2 separate regions of the Mus musculus genome follow, and region 1 is linked to region 2. Evidence: chromatin contacts called from public Hi-C data. All regions are on one chromosome and are shown on one strand. The core of a region is the stretch at or near the end of the contact, and the rest is flanking DNA. Distances in the headings are between cores, read along the strand shown. Region 1 overlaps Cdkal1 (CDK5 regulatory subunit associated protein 1-like 1). Region 2 overlaps Cdkal1 (CDK5 regulatory subunit associated protein 1-like 1).

The links. A called contact is a pair of places that touch in the nucleus more often than the background predicts.
Region 1: a contact with region 2 is called in a Hi-C map of uterus, with 4 times the contacts expected there. The contact joins two enhancer-like sites. A contact is called at or near these places in 3 of 484 Hi-C or Micro-C datasets (liver and uterus) and 3 of 115 datasets of contacts at active chromatin or transcription factors (CD8 T cells, the HPC-7 cell line and bone marrow-derived macrophages).

The regions. Positions count from the first base shown.
Region 1 is chr13:29,764,654-29,771,691 of GRCm38.p6, reverse strand. The region is part of intron 5 of Cdkal1 (CDK5 regulatory subunit associated protein 1-like 1); the gene reads left to right. Among named protein-coding and RNA genes, the nearest start is that of Cdkal1, 88 kb to the left of the region's middle. Within about 2 kb of position 1,876, at least 115 of the 459 cell types and tissues checked have an H3K27ac peak or open chromatin away from gene starts, as enhancers often do. A contact at or near this core is called in the HPC-7 cell line, bone marrow-derived macrophages and uterus, where this site is marked.
Region 2 is chr13:29,646,155-29,653,224 of GRCm38.p6, reverse strand. The region is part of intron 8 of Cdkal1 (CDK5 regulatory subunit associated protein 1-like 1); the gene reads left to right. Among named protein-coding and RNA genes, the nearest start is that of Cdkal1, 210 kb to the left of the region's middle. Within about 2 kb of position 2,719, at least 20 of the 459 cell types and tissues checked have an H3K27ac peak or open chromatin away from gene starts, as enhancers often do. A contact at or near this core is called in the HPC-7 cell line, bone marrow-derived macrophages and uterus, where this site is marked.

The DNA of each region.
Region 1 (7,038 bases), core at 627-3,126, 120 kb before region 2:
TAAGGATTGAATTCAGGTTCCCAGCCATTGCCTCAGCCTAAGAAGAACTTCTGTATGGAGTCTTTGACTCTAAGACTGTTGTCTTAGATTTATCTTTTTTTTGGGGGGGGGAGTTTTTAAAAATTTTTATTAAATATTTTCTTCATTTACATTTCAAATGCTATCCCCCTTTCTAGCTTCCTCTCCAAAAATCCCCTATACCTTTCCCCCTCCCCCTACTCCTCAACCCACCCACTCCCTCTTCCTGGCCCTGGCATTCCCCTATACTGGGGCATAGAATCTTTGCAAGACCAAGGACCTCTCCTCCCATTGATGATGGCCCACTAGGTCATCTTCTGCTACATATGCAGCTAGAGACATGAGTCCCACCGTGTGTTTTCTCTGATTGGTGGTTTAGTCTCAAGAAGTTCTGGGGGTACTGGTTAGTTCATATTGTTGTTCCTCCTATAGAGTAAGGTACTTACAGGTTCTTTGAGCATGGTTCCACAAGGTTGCTGTGGGTCCTTGTCGAGGCTAGGAAGTAACTTGCCTCTCTTGTCCTGAAGAGGTGAAAGCCTACTTTTTTTTTTTTTGGTCACAGTTGGTCTCCAGTTTCTTTCCTGAGGGATGTTATGACAACATTATGAGTCCTTGTGCCTTGGAGTCCCCTGGCCATGCTGGTAGCTCTGGGCTGTGAATGTCAGGACCTTTTTCTCTACCCAACTAAACCAGCTAGGGTACTTTCTGGATTGTACTTCTGGGTCATTTTGAGTCACAGGGAAGGACCGATGGTCTTTTGCCTGAGTCTGAGACACCATGATTATTTCTCACTGTGTGCATGTTTGTTTAATTTGCCTCAGTTCAGTTTTCATGCTCCTGCTGACACTGTCTCTCAGCTCACTGTCAGTGTCCCAGTCAAAGCTATTGTCACTCCCGTGTTGTCTGCTATTAACACCACAGCACTGGCTTACATTTGAACATCAACTTGTTTATAGTTTCTGTGAGTGAGAAAAAGCCACCAGATCTCTGCCAACAGAAGACAGGAAGGAATTGTTTGGGAAAGTTAACCTGGTACCTTAGGGTCTAGAGTGAGGGGTGACACAGCTCTGTGAGGAAAGAGAGACTGTCAGTGAGGTGCCTCAGCTCTGTAGCACACGTGCTGCTAACCTGAGCTGATGAAGTCCCACTTTTCTGGTGAGTTGTTCACGGTTAGCTCTGGTTATCATCCCCCATGTGTGGACTTGTTTTGTTTGCATTTATTTATGTGTCTCAGTTCTGTTTAGTCTGCTCTCTGCTGTTCTGGGGGCTTTGCTACCTGCCCAGCCCTTGGAGCTACTTTGGAATTGAGGGTACTACTGGCAGAATGGACTTTCTAGGGACATCAAATGAAACTTACTTTTTTTTTTTTCTTTTGAAAACGAGGACTGAGAGTGATGGGCATATAGGCCATGTGTTCCGTTGCTTGTCCTGTAAGCACAGAACAGACATGGATGGAATGATGGAAGGCAATTGCCTCGTGTGTGTTCCAGTGAGAAATTTGGTGACAAGAAAGTAGAAAATATACTTGAATTCATGGTTGACTTTTTTAAGGTATAGAAACAAAAAGGAACTTCCAGTTAGATCAGTTATTGCATTTGCAAAGAAGGAACAGAAAAGCACTTGAGAGGGAGCAAATCACTTTAAAAATGCAAAGCTGAATTGTGTAGTTATCTGAAACCTTTTTTGGAGAATAGTATTTTGCATATTTCATGATTACTGCCGCATCAACTGTTGCTTTGTTTTTGCCGGTTTCTGCAAGAGGAGGAGTGAAAGAGGTCAGTGTATTAAGAGCGGCAGCAGCTGGCTGACAGCACTGAATACTTACATAATTAAATATATGTGTTGGCCGCTGGCCTAACAGCTCTGTAGGCGGAGGCTCCGGAAGGCATGCAGAAACTTGCTTTAGCAGGATTGGAGAGGAACTCACCGTGATCTAAGCCCGATCTTTGAGCGAGAGTGATTTCCTGTTGTTTTGGTTTGAATGACATTCTCCTAAATCTTGTGTGTTTATAAACAGCCCAGAAAAGACTTTCTCCCTATTTTATTCTGCAAGTATGACAAACCTGATATTTCTTAATTTTTCCATAGAGTTGTTAATAGCTGATAATAGATAGAAAAAGAAAACAAACAAACAAACAAACCACATTTCCACTTAGCACATGCTATCCAAATATGGAATATTTATACTTTTGGGTATTCTTTGGAGCACACTAATGAAGTTAGTTGCCTAGATAGTACACTGACTTTTTTGAGGTTTGGGAAAATTGGTTAGAGTGGCAGTGGAGGAAAAATACAATCTTCAGGCAATATGTAGCCCAGCTTTTGGCTGGTGAATACTTTAGGATTTTGAGGTAATAGCCATGATATGAATCCTCCTCAGAGTTCATTTTCCTTTGTAACTTCATGATGAGTAGTAGAAAGAAGGGGTAGGCACAGTCCAGTGCTGGTTGGGTGTCCTCCCCTTATGGTAACTCTGTTATAAGATTCTTCTTGCCTGTGTCCCCTCAGCCCTCAGTGTCAGTGGCTCATACAGTGGAGGAAGGTGATCCTTGAACAAATGAATGGACTGACTTGTATATTTGCTTCTCTGGACATTTATTTTCCTGATCCCCTCTGCCCTCTGCCTCCATCATACAAATGTCTTCCTCTGTGGATTTTCTAAGAACCTTTTCTGTATCTCTTTCTTATTAGATTGTATTACTTTGCACTTAACTTCAGAAAATGTCATATAAAACCTAATAAATAGAGGCTTAAATAAGGTAGGGGGATTTAGTTTCCTGATATAGTGCCAACTCCACAGTTACCAAGTTGTTAGTTGGGTTTACCGGTTGTGGGATCTGAGAGGCTGAGGTGTTTGTATTATCAGTGGCTCTTTCCTTATGGTGTCAAACAGTTATGCTTCCCAGCTACAACACCTGTTTGCCCAAAAGTAGGAAGTAAAAGAGGACTATGCCAGGTGAAAGTACCTCTTTTTCAAAGGTGCTTTCTAGAAAGTTCTACTCAATACCAGTATTTGTCTCTCTTGTCTGGACCCTCAATGAGAGAACCACCTGCATGTGAAAGAGGCCAGGAGACGCAGTGTGATTTTCTTTCTTTTGGATGCAGTCCATTGTTGCTCTCAACAGATTTACAGCTCTGTAAGAAAGGAACAGAGTCTGTTTATTGGGGGCTGACTTGATGTCTCTCCTACAAGGTGTAAATGCTGCTGCAGTAAGGTGCACATTTCATTTCTCTCTCTCTTATTTACCAGGCCCAGAATGTTAGAGTTGGTTTTAAAAGTGTTTGCAAGCAGACCTTTTTGCCCTTACCTATAGTCAGACTAAGAAATACCATAGTTGATTGGCATTTGAGGAAGTTCCCTCATTCTGTTTATCCTTTGTGGTCTCTGGTGAAGTAATAGTAAAATGCACAGGAGAAGTTCATGGCTCTGATGTTGTACAATGCATTGAAACAAAATTGGGACTTGTACATATTTGGTACTCTTAACACCTACAGTGGCCACGGCTGTGAAGGATTCTGTAAGGAGAGTGTGTATGTCACTCCTGAGATTACACTGTCTCATACAAGCATCATAACCATGGCTTAGAAACTAGAAATTTGAAAAGAATATGGATGCCAGGAATGGAGTTTATACTATAGGGAGAACCAGTTATATGGGAGTTAAATTAATTTTAAGTTAAATGTTAGAAAACAGTATCTTGCACAATTGTAAAAACAAGTGACAGCTGAGAACAATGCTGCTTCTGTTCTGAAGATGAAACGTAAGCGTCTAGGTCTGACTTCAGCATGGAGAGTGAGGGAGAAGCAATGAAAACCTTTTCCAGGGAGAAGGCTTGCTGCTGTCTGCTGCCCTCGCATTGTGTCAGAGGGAAGTTAAGGTTGTAAATTCTGGTTTCACTGCCACCTTCACAGTTTGCCTTCTGTGTCCATGGCTGTGAGCTACTGAGTGTATTCATGTTAGGATGGCTGGGGTTTTCTTGTTCTAGGATGCTCTTCTCAAGGCCACTACATTCAGAAAGATACTGATGGAATCACATAGAAATTGTTTCGGGGGAAAAAACCCAAATGGAAGTGGTGACCAGGCCTTCTTTAACTGGCTGTTCTAGAAGTCAAAAGCGAGTGTGTCCTTTGTCCCAGCCAGCCTCTGTGTGTTCAGCCAGCCTCTGTGTGTTCAGCCAGCCTCTCTCTGTGTGTTCAGGCTGAGATACCGTGCCTGTAAGAGGGGTCAAGTGAAGAGGGATAGAAAGTTTAATTTAGTGCTTTCTTGAAGTGCCTGTCAATATTTTGTAATAGTTAGGAAAAAGACCTGTTTTTCTTTAAATGAGATCATGATTTGTGTCAGTATATTTATAGTATTTTAGTCATTCATAGCTGAAACTAAGTTACTCTTATAATATTCATTTTTACTGCCTTTAATAACATAGGATCATCAAGTAAAAATTTAAAACACTAATTAGCAAATCCCAAGAGTAAAGATGGTCGATATTGCATTGAGCAAATTCTTAGAAACTTTAAAATTTTCTCTTCTGGGCTTCATCATTTGTCATCATTTCAGTATTAAGTAAGGAAAATTTTGAAATATGCCACCTTGGTAATCAGCGGTGGGTAGTTTGAATGGTGTGGATTCTAATCAGGTCTTTTAGAATCCTGCATGTTTAAGGGCAGTGAGATGTTTTGGAGTCCCTTCATTGTCCCAGTGTTTATGTGACTAAGGGAGGCCAGGTGTCAGGAAGGCCACCAAACCTCTGGGTCCTGTGAAGTGAGTGCCCTGTTGGGTTGGGTTGGTAGAGGCTCCATCGTGGTCCTCAGCATGATAGAGGAGAGGGTAAAGTCCTAAAATGTGGATGGTGGTGGGGTGGGTTTCTGTGTTATCTGTCCTGTAGGCCTGGGCAGTGCTTCTGAAGTTCATCAGACATTCAATAGTTTATACATTTTTTTTTTGAAGTATACCTTTAAGAGAAGGCCATGACCCCTGTGATTACTGCCGCACATAATTCTGCATCAGTTAGTACATCCTCTAATGTAGAACAAAGGAATGGAAATAAGACTTGATAATGAGTCATGTCGTTGGAGGTAGAAAGTGCTCAGGCAGACGTAATGAAAGGGCCTGTGAACAGTTACAGCAAGTGCCGGAGTACTAAGTACAGACTGAGACATGCGTATAACAGCTCATACAGCTTCTCCCCAAGGCTCCACATGCTAACACGTAGGACCTTCTTAGTAAGAGCGGTAACTAGAAGCTGAACGGCAAACACATTGTATGCAAGAATTAAAGTGGATTCTAAGGGGAGATTGCAGTCATGTGAGTGAGACATTTGCAACATGCACAGCACTTGCATCCTTTGTGTGGAGAGGACTGTGCTGTGGAACAAGCCCTTGCAGCTCCTGCAAAAAAATGGCCTGTACATCTGGCAATCAGTGTCACAGCTAAGAGAGCAAAGGGATTTTTCTACTTGGTGATCAAAATTTCTATATGGCTTACAGAAGCTCATATGTGATTAAAGCAAAAATGAGAAATAAAATCAGTACACACACAGTCACACATGTACATACGTACTCATACATATCATTTGTGTACATATATGCACATATTTGTATATATATGACATTTACTATTATTCTGTACACAACTACTTTCATTTATGCATGAACATTCTTACCTCAAGAAATGTTAATTATTCATTCTTTTATTTTTCCATATATTAATGACATATATATTTCTAAGGAAAGATAAATGATGTTGAAGAGCTGCTTAAAGTTAACATCTTATTAAAACAATCCAAATGATTTGAACATGCAGTTTCTGGAAGAGGCGGTACTAGTTGCAAAGAAGTAAGAAACCTTTTTGTTTTCTTTAATATTTACCATCAGTCAGATTAAAATAAGGCACTATTTAAATGAGATTCTGCTTTTTAACTTCACTACAACTTAAGGTCCAGACTTCCTGAATGTAAGGAAGTGTTAGTGGCGGGATTTTGAGCTGTTATAATTTTCTTGTAAAGTAACTTATTGGTATGGTAAGTAGTATAAAACCCAGACCACACGTGCTCCTTCACCTTGTAGTCCTGTGCTTCCTGATTGTCCTGCATATACCAGCAGCACCTGCCTGGAAGGGTTGCTACTTAGTGTTGCTTGTTGCACCATTGGCTGTAACACAAAGGGTGTTGTAACTCACCTTCCTGAGTGTTTTAGGTGCTTTCCTCTCTGGCCACTCAGCCTAATGCAGTTCTCAGCAACTGGTCTGGAGTCTGCTAACAGCAAGCTGTCCAGCCGAGAAGAACCCGGAGGCCCACACCACCACTGTACTTCAAAGCACCTTCTTGCTCACTTACTAGTGACTGTGTTGACATTACCCTTTCTTGAACCCTTTCAGATGCACAGAAATATGCCCAGATGATGCTTGGGTGTATCTGGGGGTCTATGTGCCGCTGTTTAAAGATTTAACTAGCTCTCCCTGTCAATTAAGATGGAATCTTCTAGCCTTCTCTTATCACTCCTATAAAATATCATTTGGCTCATCATTCTATTTTCAGTCCAGCCAGAAGAGACACATTCCAGATACTAACCTTAAGATGTCTGGAGCTTTTATCTGAAATAAATGTTTATGTTTCCTGGCCTCCATGTTAAATATGTATGGAATGTCTCCCACATTTGACAGTGAATATCCCGTTCATTTGACTTCAATTTTCCCTGTTCTTGCCAACAAACTATAACAGTTTCTAATTGCATTCTTCTTGATTTTTCAAATTAAATGATCTTTGCATCACACCCAAACAGCTAAGTCTTGCTATATGCTAGAAAGAGGTGATATTAACTTCCCCCCAAAATTGTTGGATATTTATGTATTGAAGGCTTTGTCAGTTCAAACACTAATAAGGCACACTGATAAACTCTTAGAAGGTGGTCTGTTAATAAACATATGTGGAGCTAGAGTGATGATTCAGCAGTCAAGGGCACTGACTGCTCTTCTAGGGGACCACAATTCATAGCACCCAACGTGGAGGCTCACAACCATCTGTA
Region 2 (7,070 bases), core at 1,470-3,969:
CACTTTCTTCTGTTGACTAGGTAGTTCTTTCACTATATATGTTTGCCCCTCAGCTATACTACTTGAAGTAGAATCCAGAACTTTTTTTGAAGGCAAAGAACATCCATGGATTTTGGCTTCACGAATGTTGCTTGCAAAACCCACAGTGTTTATCAGAGGGAAAGCAAACACTCGTTTACAGTGTAGAGTATAACGAAATCTGTGATCTTTTTGCCTGAGGACTCTTTCCAAAACAACATCCAGGCCAGCGTTTCCCAACTGCGAGTGTTGGGCTGCAGCTCCCATCTGGGCCACCACTCAGGGTGGGCCGTCCCTGCTTTAGGTCAGGCTGGTAGTCAGATTTTAGAGGCCTTTCTCATTTTTATCTTTAACCCTAGGTAGGGCTCTTAAAAAGTAAACAATTTTCTTAAAAGTTCTTAATCTTTCTTTGGGAAGGGAGTTCAAATTTACTCTCAAAACTTGAATTTTCTAAGTTCTCATAGATGAGATTAAAATGTTTTAGCTTCCAAATATGCATTCATATTGTATATTATTGAGGTTTTCATGTATTAACACTATTGTACCATTTTGCTAAACTCTTTTAAATCTAATTTATTAAAAGTTTGCTTCTGACTGTCTGTGTAGTCATGTTGCATGTGTGTATAATTCTACTTTCTTCTCTGTGCTCCTATGCCTCGAGATTGGTTTTTTTTTAGTTACTTCTCTGGCTGGGCCGTCCTCCATACTGTGACCCTGAGGCTTGAGAGCAGACATCTTGGTGTTCTTTATCAGGTAGAAGGGATTGGTCATTCAGCTTTGAATGTGATGTTTGAGTTTTGTGTGGTAGAGAAAGTTTGCTTCTGTTCTGAGTTTGTTAATTTTTTTTTTTATCATGAGTGAATGCTCACTTTTGTGAAGTGCTTCCTCATATTTGTCGGGATAATCCCGACTTTTGGTTCAGTCATTACTGTGAGGAATTACACAGTAAGTTGTTTGCTAAACCACCATTGTCTTATGGATGTGAACTGTAGTTGGGGATGGTGCAGTGTTTTTCATGTATTTTTGGGATTCAGTAGATTAGGGTCTGGCACACTTAATATTTTGGGGGCAGTCAGTGTTCAGGTTTAGCAGAGATCTGACGTTTCTTGAAGGCTGGGGTCATGGGCTGATTCTGTAGCCCAGGCTAAATAAAGCCACTAAGTGGCTCCAGCATTTGCTTATAGTAGCATTATTTCTTTTTACCTCTAGTCACCTGCATGTAGAGTTAAGTAGATAAAATGTACACTGCTTGGTTGCTATTGTTTTCCTCCGAGGGAATTACTTTCACATCATTGTCTTTTCTGAGTGTAGAAGGCTCTTTCTACATCTCCTCACTTGCCTCTGTGGGGTTTTTGGCTGTGTGAAAACTCTTCCTGCTACTGTCTGTGTGTCTTCTCCTGAATGTGGCTGATCTCACCTGATGTGGGTTGTCATCTTACCTATGTTCTCAGAGAGCTAGCTTTCATTATTCAGATTTCTTTTTGATCATTTTTTGTTTCTTCTCAACGTTCTCCTTTTTTCCTGTTTCCTGAGCTTCAGAATTTAGGTTATTTGTTTACTCTTGTTTTCCAGTAAAACATTTAATGTTGTGTGTTTCCTTCTATGATCATCGTGGACATCTTAGAAATTGACATGCATCCCCATACCTCTATTTACTTCAACTTCTTTTAAGTTTCATTTGTGATGTCATAGTTAGCCCTTGTAATGTGAGAAGCATGTTTATTAGCCACAGACTTCTCAGGAGCTATCAAAATAGCCTTCTGTTGTGTTTTTGTCTTAATTCACTGTTGCTTGAAAGCCATGATTTCAACTTATCTAAATTTTGAGAAACTTGTTTTGTTCAGAGTGTAATGTGTTTTGGTGAATATTTCATGGCTCTTGATAAGAATGTCAATTAGATCAAGTGTTTAGCAATGTTGTTCTGGCTCACTTTGACATTACTTATTTTCTTCCTTTCTCTTCCGTGATGGAAAGCTGTCTGTTGAAGTTTGGAAGTGTAACTGCGGCCGTTCCAGTGTCTTCTTTCAATTCTGGTCATATCTGTGTACTTAAAGCTATAATTTTACATTTTGCAAAGTTAGGATTCTTACTGCCATTTGTTAAATGCCCATTATGACGAGGCACTGTGAAGCTCTGATTATATCTGCACTTCTGCTTTCTCTGTTAATAGAGTTACTCTAAACCTTTGTTTCTTGGTGTGACTCTGACATGTCCTTTCCTATCATTTTAATTTGAACTGTGTGGCCTATATGTGATGGTGCTTTTTGGTTTGTCTGTTCATTTGTTTGTTGTATCCAATCTGATAGTATTTGTTTTTTATTCTCTAGTTGGGATGTTTAGCTCCTACAACTTTCACATATTAAAGCTGTCTCCAGTTTTATCCTGCTGTGTCATCTTCCGATCTCATGAAATTTTGGCTTTAGCTTCCTTCTTCCCTTTTATGAGACACGGATTGCCACCCTGCTGCTTCCTCATGCCTTAGTTGTGCCTCGCTGGCTTTAAGGACTTATATTTCATTTACTGTAATTTTCCCATCTCCTGCTTTAGTTATTCAGATTTTTGTCCTACATTCTACAGCAGTAGACTGGCCATGTGTCCAGGAAATGCTTTCACTGGACAGAAGGATATTGATTAACAGGGTTCCTCCAGGAGGGCTATGGTCTTTTCTCTTAACTCCCATCCTTGAGCAGTCGTGGTGCTTTCCACTCCTTTCTGGGTGTTCAGATTCCTGTCTGGGCCACTCTTCTCTGTGAGGCTTTAACATGCCTGTAGTCTAGTCTGCTCTCTCTTATCTCTTTCAGATCATAAACAGTATTTCTGTCACTGATTTTTTTCTCACTCTGATTTTTAAATAATATTTTTGATGCAGTTAATACTTCAATAGTTTGAATACTTTCAAAATTTTCAATGTGTTCTCAATACCCTTTATCTTTTTGTTTTGTTTTATTTTTTTGAGACAGGGTTTCTTTGTGTAGCCCTGGCTGTCCTGGAACTCACTCTGTAGACCAGGCTGGTCTCAAACTCAGAAATCTGCCTGCCTCTGCCTCCCAAGTGCTGGGATTAAAGGTGTGTGCCACCACTGCCTGGCCCCTTTATCTTTTAATACTTTGAGAATGTCTTGTATTCTTTGCACTGCTTATTGTTTCTTATCAGAGGTCAGGTGTCTTTTAATTTTATTTCACAAAAAGATAATGTGTTTTTTAATTTTCTTTTGGGAGCTGTACAGCTTTATCAGTGTTTCTGGGCATTATAATGGCATGTCTTGTGGTTTCTTGTGTTGTTTCTATACTGTGTTCCGTAAGCCTTGCAGGCTTAAGTTGAGCCTTGTTTTCTGTAAGGATCCTTCCTGCCACTTAACTGTTGCAGATCTACTTCATGTCCCTCAGCTCAGCTGTTATTCACTTGTTAATCTTTCTCTGCATTTCATTAGGGCCAATTTCTATTTTGGGCTTCAGGCTTACTCATTCCTCTATTTTTCTTCGTTCCTATTCTATTTTTAACTGCTAGAAGCTTGACTTGAATCTTTTTTAAACACACATATATTTTTACATCAGTTTGCATTCTCATTGTGCTCATAGGTTCTTCTACCACTTTGAACACATGGGATTTGTTTGAGTGTTCAAGCTCTTGTCTACTGATTTTATCATCTGTGTTACTTCTCATTCTGTTCCTGCTGACTTATTTTTCTCCTCATCATGGGTCATGTTTTCCTGCTTCTTCTCATGTCTGGAAATTGGTTATTAATATCCAGACTGTAAATTTTATGTTGTTAGCTGCTGGCTTATTTTTTTTTTCTCCCAAATATTTTTAGATTGTATTCCTATCCGAGTTTGGTTACTTGGAAACACTTGGTCTTTTCTGGACTTTCTCTTAATTGCTGTTATCAGGTCAAGGGTAGCTGTTAGTGGAGGACTAGTTTTCTTCAAGGCAAATAAATTTGCTTTTGAAGAGTCTGCTCAGTGTCCTCTGTGTTGGAATGGCTTTCTCTTCTGGTTGCTAAGGAACTCCTCATGGGTATAGGCTGGTCAGTCCATAAGACACTTAATGTGGTATCCACAGCTCTTTAAAGCTCTCTTCCCTACAAGTACCAGCCTGCAGATTCTTATGCTCTTAGACTTGGTGGTGCCCAACTCTTCTCCACCAGACCTGCCTCCTCTCCTTTGGATACATCTAAATAAATACACTGAGATGTGGATCGTGTCTGCATAGAACACGTGGGGGTATTGAAAAGCTGGTCCTGCTTAGCGTTCTTCACTCTCTCAAAGCCATGTCTTGTTGTTTGTTTATTCATTTATTTATCATTGTTTATATTTGGTCCAATATCTGAAAATTACTTTGCATATTTTTTGTCCTTTTTATTTATTGTGTAAGGAAAGATTGATTACCTCTCATTCTTTCTTTGTCCAGAACCCAAAACTATTTGCTAATATTTTGCTTAGTATTTTTATATTGATGTTCCTAAAAATGGAGGTGTTGTCCCCTCCCCATTTCCCACAGGTTTCTTTGTCAGAATTTTGAATCTGACAGAAAAAGAAAGGTTTGGAGTATGTTTATTGTTTTTCTGTTTTTAGGAATTACTTATGTAACCACTATATCATTCCATCTTTTAGGATTACATAGAAGAAATGTTTAGCATTTAACTGTGGGAACTTAATTTTTAGGGTTTTTTTTGGGGGGGTCTTTTTCTGGGGATAGATTTGGTAAATTGCATTGTTCTATTGAAATTATGTACTTTATCTTGATTTTTCAAAATCATCTATAAAAGGTTGTGTAATATCCCTTGTTTTAGCAAAAATGAGTGTTTTGATAGATTTTCATTTCTTGCCCTTTCTATTTTTGCATGTTTTTATTTATGCCTTGCTTCCTGACTAACTTAACTCTGTTCACTTTTTTATGTTTTTTTTTTAATGGAGTCATCTTTATTGGCTTTTGTTTGTATTATGAAAGTAAACACGTTTATTGAGAAAAGGTTTGTAAATTTGGAAAGAGTACAAACAGTAGAATACAAATGAACCAGTCTTTCATTCAGAGAGAATCACTGTTCCCAGCTTCGTAACTCCTCGTATGCTAGTGTGCGTGCAATGGCACATCCATTGCAGCACCACTGAGAGAAGTTTCTGAGCACGTCCTTGAGTTACTGTCCTAGGGCAGTGAAGACCAAGGCTCTCAAGCTGGGTTGCTTAGAATGGCACCCCTAGGAGGCTTAGAGTCTGGGCATTCCAACTAAAGATGCAACAGTGCCACACTTCTCGTAGTGTCTGAGGCAGAGTCCCCCTTTCCTCTCCTAACGCTGATCAGTGGTGTTTCCCCTTCCTAGCCTCAGATAGCTTAACTCTCCATTCCCATCTTCCTTGGCCTTTGGATGGATTAACTCTGTGCAGATCTTCCTTGGCCTTATTTTTCTATGCCCCACTGGATTAGGATCTACTCTATTCTAGAATGACCCTACCCAAACTAGATTCTGTCCACAATGGCAGTCCTCCAAAGAAGGGTCCAAGTAGATACAGATTTTTGAGAAATGCTATCTACTCCAGTACTGTATTGTATGGCCAGTTCTTATTCTGTCCCTCTCAAGAATTTTTGTGTATGTTTGTTTCTGAAAATGAACTTAGGGCAAAACCAGTACGGCTGGTAGATTACCTCGGCACTGCTCTGTGTGAGTATTGGGGTGTGATAGTGTCCAGCTACTTACTAACACAGATTTATATCTTCGTTTACAAAACACCATCCTAAAAAAACAAACCAGAGCCTCCCAAACTTGCTTACCACTTATATCCTCATCAGTTTTAGAAGACTCTATGTTCTGCCATCTGTTAAAATTATGTATTATGTGTTTCAGTGAGTAAAATGAATGCAATTCTTTCCCAACTCAAATCTAAGAATCATAAAAGGCCAATAGTAGTAATTGAATTGTGTCAGAAAACCCTAAGACAGCATGGCTTTGAGTCTTGCTTGGCTGTTCAGCAAACTCCTCCTTACCCATCTGTTTGTAAGCTTGTCCTCCTTCATGTCAACTGCACACCCTTGGACATGTCCCGTTTCCTGCTTATCTATCTGCAACCTCCAGTGCTCATTTTGAAAGAGTGTATAGCTGTCTTATATTATGGGAGTTAATTGTTCCTTGATGTGCTAGCTAGCACTTCGAATTTTCCTCAGCCTAGATAGAAGAGTGATGGGGGCAGGGAGAGTCAGGAGGGAATCAGAATTACACACTGTGGCATGTGACATGTGGACTTCTCTTTAATTCTTGAAACTTAATGAATGTATTAAGAAATGAAGGTAAAAGTGAAAACACATTTACTGATAGTTCCTGGCAGAGTTTGACTTAGAGTTTATGTTATTGCTTCCTGGGTTTGCGTCTTTATAGTTTCATGTTAGAGATACAAATAAACATCATTCTATCTACGAAGCCCTCTTAACATTTCAATAGGAGTCTGCCTAGTTTTTATTGCTTTTAAGTCAGTTGTCATTCATGTACTCTCTATTCATAGTAGATTATAGTTTTAAATTTTTCCTTATTTTTCAGATTAAGAAAAATACATTTTGTATTTTTTGCAACCTTTATATTGTATGATATTAAATGAGTTGAGGATATTTAGTTGAACACACACACACACACATCCCACACAATTAGACTAAGTAGTTGACACATACCTGTCATCCAGCCCTTAGTCGTTTAAAGTATCAGGATTAAGAGTTTTAAGGCCAGTATGGGTTACAATACCAAGTTTCAGCGCGGTCTGGGCCTTCCTCAGGAGACCCTGTCTCCACATAGTGCTGCTAGAGATGTGAACAGATGTTGTTCAGTGGTGTGTGGCGGGCATGGATTGTTGTCCTACACCCCAAAGAGCACACTCCCTCACCATTCGCACTGTTTGCACTGCCAGGATGATGTGATCCAGCACAGCACACATTCACTATTTGTTTCTGAGGATTTTTAAGATTTGATTCAATAAGTAAGGTTTGTTGTTTTATGTTTGTTTGTTTGTGGTTTTTTTTGAGATAGGATCTTATGTAAGTTAGACTGAACTGATTGATTAATCTGACTCCTA